Linked DNA regions of Mus musculus: region 1 is linked to region 2. The links are chromatin contacts, called in public promoter capture Hi-C maps. All regions are on one chromosome and are shown on one strand. Each heading gives the region's core, a stretch centred on a gene start, on an enhancer-like site or on the middle of the called end of the contact. The rest is flanking DNA. Distances are from core to core; before and after follow the strand shown.

Region 1 (2,700 bases), core at 178-2,677, 690 kb before region 2:
TTTTGATTTGATACCCCTTGCAAGGGGAACCTGTTCTGACACATTCTTGTGGTGTCCAGTGTAGGAATTTAACCCCAGCAGAGATCACCTCAAGTATTAATGTTTTAGATGCTGGGAATCCCCTGCAGGCCTTAGCCAAAGTAGTTTTAAATGGGATTTTCTGTTCATTGCCTCCTCTCTGCACGAAGCCCTTGAACAGCAACAGAAGAGAATTTTTCTCAAAGGGCAGGACTGTGCCCGAGCCTGGTACTCCAGGGAGAGGAATACAAGTACTCCAAGGAGGGCATCCCTATCTTTGTAAAAGAGAAGTAATTAGAATGTCACGGAGGTGGAAAGAGAGAAAGAAGATTGGGGCCTTTTCCAGGCAAGAAGATGACGAGGAAAGGAAGAACGCCTGGCCGAGGGGGGCCGTCCCGACATGGGGAGGGAGTGGACTAGGCCGGGGAAGGGGGGGGAGTAGGACGACCGCGCACAAACAAGACCAGAGGGAGAAAAAAAAAAAAATGGTGACCCTGAGCTCCGAAGCCCCTCGGGGCCACGCAGCCCGGCGTGGGGCAACTTTGCCAAAGAGGAGAGTCCGGGGGACACGAGCCGCGGCGCCCCGATTCCACCCCCCCTCCCCGGTGTCCCCAGCAGCGGGACCAGTGGGGTGATTCCCGAGCCGGGGGAGGACTGGGCCGGCAGTCCGCCGAGTGTGGTGGAGTCCGGACCCGCCGACCGGCAGGTTGCGAACCTCCGGGACCGCAGAGGACTCTGGGGGGCGCGCGGACCCTAAGCCCCCCGCCGCGCCGCCGCGCCGCGCCGCGCTGGGGAGGGGGGCGCCGCTCGGCAGCTCCGGGATCACCCCTGGCCCTCCGCGGCCAGCCCAGGACTCTCGTGAGGGGCAAGCCCGCCCGAGCCCGGCCCCGACGGGGGACCCCCCCACCCCAGCCCGGGACTCCGCGCGCTCGCGCTCCCCGCCCCCACGCCCCACCCCCCCACCCCCCCATCTGACTCACCTCGCGAGTACAGGGACTTGGGCGATTCCAGGTCTAGGTCCGCGCTGAGCAATGAGATGAAGTCCGAGGGCATCGCAGCTCGACCCAGCCCGGCCCGAGGGCAGCGGGAGGGGGGGAGCGGCGGTGGCGGCGGCACCTCCTCTCCGGGATCCGCGGGCACCGAACCGGGGGCGGTGAGGCGAGGGCGGCAGCCGCTGCCTCCTCCTCCTCCTCGAGGGCAGTCACTTCCCACCCGGCCGAGCGATGAGAAGGGCGGCGGAGTGGAGGGAACAGCTCTGCGGAGTGGAGAACTGACTCCCGGTGAGTCCAGAGACCAGAAGCTTCGGACCGGGGAAAGGGGAAGAGGGAGAGCCAAACGGGTCCGTTTCGGGCTTCTCCTCAGCGCACACTGACGGCCGCCGCCACCGCCGGCGCCGCTGACAGGAATCTGAGCCCCGCCCCCTCGTGGGGCACTGCGCACGCGCGGAGGGGGGGAGGTCCGGGAGCCCGGAAGAGCCTGGCGGCCGGCGGAGGGCGGACAGGCGCGCCACGGAACAGCATCAACAAGGGCTTCGCTTCCTGCCGTCGCTGCTGCGGCCGCTGCTGATCCCGGGCTGGGAAAGGGCCCCGCCAGCCAGCAGGGAGGGTGGAGGGAGGCGGCCTGGCTTCTGGGGCCCTGAGAAGGGAAAAGATTTTTTTTTTTTTTTTTTTTTTTTGCCTCGACCTGGTGGCGGCGAGCCTGAGGCGGCCGGCCCTGCTCCGTGGTGTACTTAGGAGGACACAGACCCTGGGGGACCTGGATGTCAGCCAGGAGGGGAAAAGCCCTCCAGGGACTTGCAGCGATCGAGGCCCGCTCGCTGGAGCTCAGCACTGGGGAATGGAGTTCCACAGCTTGGACAGCAACCGGGCCCTTCGGGGTTTTTCATAGCAGTGTCTGCAGTGAGCTGGTCAAGGGGCTATCAGACTCACTTTTTAATTAAGAAAGGGCAAGCCATACTCACCACCACCACCACCATCACGAGTTACCAAGTTTTGTTTGTGGATTTTGTTGTTGTTGTTCCTGTTCGTGGATTTTTTTGTTGTTGATGATTTCTGTTGGCCCACTCTGGCCTGGAGCTCACTATGTAGATCAGGCTGGCCTCAAACTCACAGAGCTGTGCTTGCCCCTGCCGGTCAGAAGTCACCATGCTCGGCTATTGATTCTTTTTAATGAAAATATTTTCCCCCCACGTTACCCACCACACCAAATTTACGGCGACTGCATTTATTTATTTATTTAGACAGGTGATTTTGTTATGTAGGTCTAGCTGGCCTGCAATTCGCTGTGTAGATTTAGACTGGCCTCAATTTTAGGGCAGTTCTCCTGACTCAGCTTTTCGAATGCTGGGATTACAGAAGAGTACCACCATGCCTGGCTTTGATTTTTGTTGTTGTTGTTGTTTAAGTTTATGTATAATGATGTCTCTGATAGTGAATGGTCGAATTTACTCCGGAGTGGAAAATAAAAGACAATTTAAAAATGGGATCATGTGAGTCCACATGGCTTGTGTGTAATGCACACGCGTGCGTGGGGTAGGGGGAGAGAAGTAAGCAAACATACTCTTCCACACGGGTTTTCATTTTTTTCACTGTGCTAAGGGAGAATGGAGGGAAAACATGTAAATGAGATTTTTTTGGCTGCTCTGTTCTCGGGGGCTAAAAGTTTCCGTTGCAAAAACACATC
Region 2 (2,700 bases), core at 25-2,524:
CTCTAAATACCCTTGGCCCATTTCTGCCCCGTATAAATAGCAGAGCCAGACATATCTACCTTGATCAACCACAATCGATAAATAAGACTCCCAAATCTGCCGTAAATTCCAAGGAAGAGTTTTGTCCATTCCACCCTACCAGCATGGTAGCACGATTTCTTGGCGCCTTCACTACCCGACCCCACTCGGCCGAGTAACACCATCAGTTTCCCTTACCTCTGCCCAGGACATGGCCTCTCTCCAGGTGCCTCTCCGGCACCGGGAAGGTGTAGACCTCGGAACTGAAGCCGGGACTGCAGGACTCAGGCTCCAGCTCCTGGCAAAGCCATGAGGAGACCTGGGATGGAGGTAAAGTAAGCAAACTGGTGACTTGAGGGGGTTCCCAGCAGCCCACACCGAAACCAAGGGTAACCCTTCCCTCGCCTCGGGCGCCGGGATTAGTGGGGAGGACCCCCCTCAGGGCACACAGGGACGCTATCCGCTCATCCCGAAACCAGCCGCCAAGCTCCAAAAGCCTTTGGGGGAGGGGACATCTGGGGCCACCACCTGGCAACCTAGTCCACCTTCCTCTCCTAGCTCCATTTGCATCTCACTGGAGACGCCTTGACTCTTCCGGACACCACTTTCCTTCGACCGCGAACGGTCTCAACGCACACCCGCAGACTCCTCTCGGGTACCCCAATCTACGGTCCCTCCCTAACAGGACAGGTGCTTTTATAATACTAAAATCCCTTCCCTTATCTCGGATCGTCCGCGCTACTTCAGCACCCCACCTTCTACAGGCAGGCCCCCATCCTGCTCCACGCCTCCTCTGTCTCAAACAGGGACCCTGCTCAACCCGGGGACCCGGGAGCCGGCAGCGTGGCGCGCCCCCACCTGGGAACCTGCGCCAGAGGCGACCACTCCGCGCCCGCCTGGACCTCCCTCCCACTCCACCGCACTCAGCCCCGCACCGCGCAGCGCCCAGGGCGATCTGGCCCTCCGGATCCCAACTTTCTTGGAAGAAGGGAAGCGGGACCACAGCCGGCAGAAAAACACAGCGAAGCGGATCATGGGGCACGAGTCAGGACCCTCCACATACCTGCAGCAGGAGCAGGAGCGCGGAAAAGCTGCGGCACCGGGCTCCCATGGCGGACCCGGCAGACGCCGAGCAAACACTGAGCTCGGGTGCGGTCGGGCAGGGCCGGGTTAGGCCGGGCAGGAGTCTAGCAGAAGTTCTTGGGAACTCAGTAGTGCGCCGCGGCTCCCACACCAGTGAGCAGCGCAGAGGCTGCGGCCGCCAGGTGAGCCCGCAGGCACCGCCCCCGGCGCCGCTGATTGGCTGGGGACGCACCTGCAGGTGGCAGCCAAGGAACTGCAGGGCCCTCAACTTCCTCCACCCCTGTCTGTAGTTGGTGGCATGGGGCCGGCCTTAGAAGACTTCCCAGCTTCCTATTCCACGGTCGTTCGAATCCTAGCCTAGCTGTGCTCTGACCCACGGAGACATGGAGTTACAAAGGACTTTATTCATCATCTAGGTTTCCGTTTTGTTTCTTATGTTTTTATTTTCTTTGGTTGGATGAGTTTGTTTGCTTAGGGATTTTAAATGACATTTTAACATGGGGGGAGGGGTGCGTGCGCGGGCGAGAGCGCGATCCTGTGCTCGCAAACGCACGTGCCACAGACCGATTGTGGAGATAAGACGACAGCCTTCAAGAGTCAATTCTCTTCTTCCACCAAGAGGGTCTTGGGATTGCATTGCCGCCATTGGCCTTTACTGACTGAGCTATTTCTCCGACGGTTTTATTTTGTTTGGTAGCTTTTTTGTTTGTTTGTTTTCCAACTCAGGTGGGCCTGGAATTGTCTTAGTCTTAGCCATCCTCCTGTTTCAGTCTCCCGAATGCTGGGATTGCACAAGTGGGGTACCAGACCAGGCTAATCTAATTTTCTAACACCTGACCGGCTCCCTTTTGAGACATAGCCTTGCTATGTAGCCCAGCATGGCTTTAAACTCATCATTGTTCAAACTCAGCCTTCTCACTTCTGGGATGGAGCTACAGGTACCCACTACCTTACTGCCCGGCTAAAATCTGTTCTCTTAACTTCAGTTCTCAGGACTAGGTAACCCAGACTGGCTTTGACCTTGGGACCCCCAAGTAGCAGCATCCTATGCATCCCACATCCATCAGGTTTTTTGTTTTGTTTTGTTTTGTTGTTGTTGCTTTTTATTTTAAATCTTTTACTTACATTGTTCTCCCTCCGTGTATGTCTATGTGAGGGTATCAGATCTCCTGGAACTGGAATTACAGACAGCTGTAACTACCATGTGGTTGCTGGGATTTGAACCTGGGTCCTTTGGAAGCAGCCAGTGCTCTCAACCACTGAGCCATCTCTCCAGCCCTCCTCATCAGTTGTTCTGTTGGGTTTTATTTTTTAATAATTTATTTTGTTTATGTGTATTGGTGTGAGGATGTCAGGTCCCTTGGAACTAGAATTACAGCCAGTTGTGAAATGCCATGGGGGTGCTGGGATTTGAACCCGGTCCTTTCGAAAGGCAGTCAATGCTCTCAACCGCTGAGCCATCTCTCCAGCCCTCTCCCATCTGAGCTGGAAGAGATGTTACTCAAATCTGTTATTTACCTACAACTTGATATCGTGTAGCAAGTCAACGTGTTAAAGGAGGAAAGTCCAGAACTCAAGCTCTCCTGTTCCAGAGATTGA

The links. Capture Hi-C pulls out chosen DNA fragments and counts their contacts.
Region 1: a contact with region 2 is called in a promoter capture Hi-C map of pancreatic islet. The contact joins the promoter of Nfat5 here to the promoter of Cdh1 in region 2. A contact is called at or near these places in 1 of 39 promoter capture datasets (stem cell-derived epiblast-like cells), 2 of 115 datasets of contacts at active chromatin or transcription factors (bone marrow-derived macrophages and embryonic stem cells) and 1 of 9 other capture datasets (pancreatic islet).

What each region holds. Positions count from the first base shown.
Region 1 is chr8:107,292,197-107,294,896 of GRCm38.p6, reverse strand. Nfat5 (nuclear factor of activated T cells 5) reads right to left here and starts at 1,427. Exons shown (of 15, transcript NM_018823.2): 1 at 999-1,427. The coding sequence starts at 1,071.
Region 2 is chr8:106,601,924-106,604,623 of GRCm38.p6, reverse strand. It overlaps Cdh1 (cadherin 1), which reads right to left and starts at 1,274. Exons shown (of 16, transcript NM_009864.3): 1 at 1,082-1,274; 2 at 217-337. The coding sequence starts at 1,129.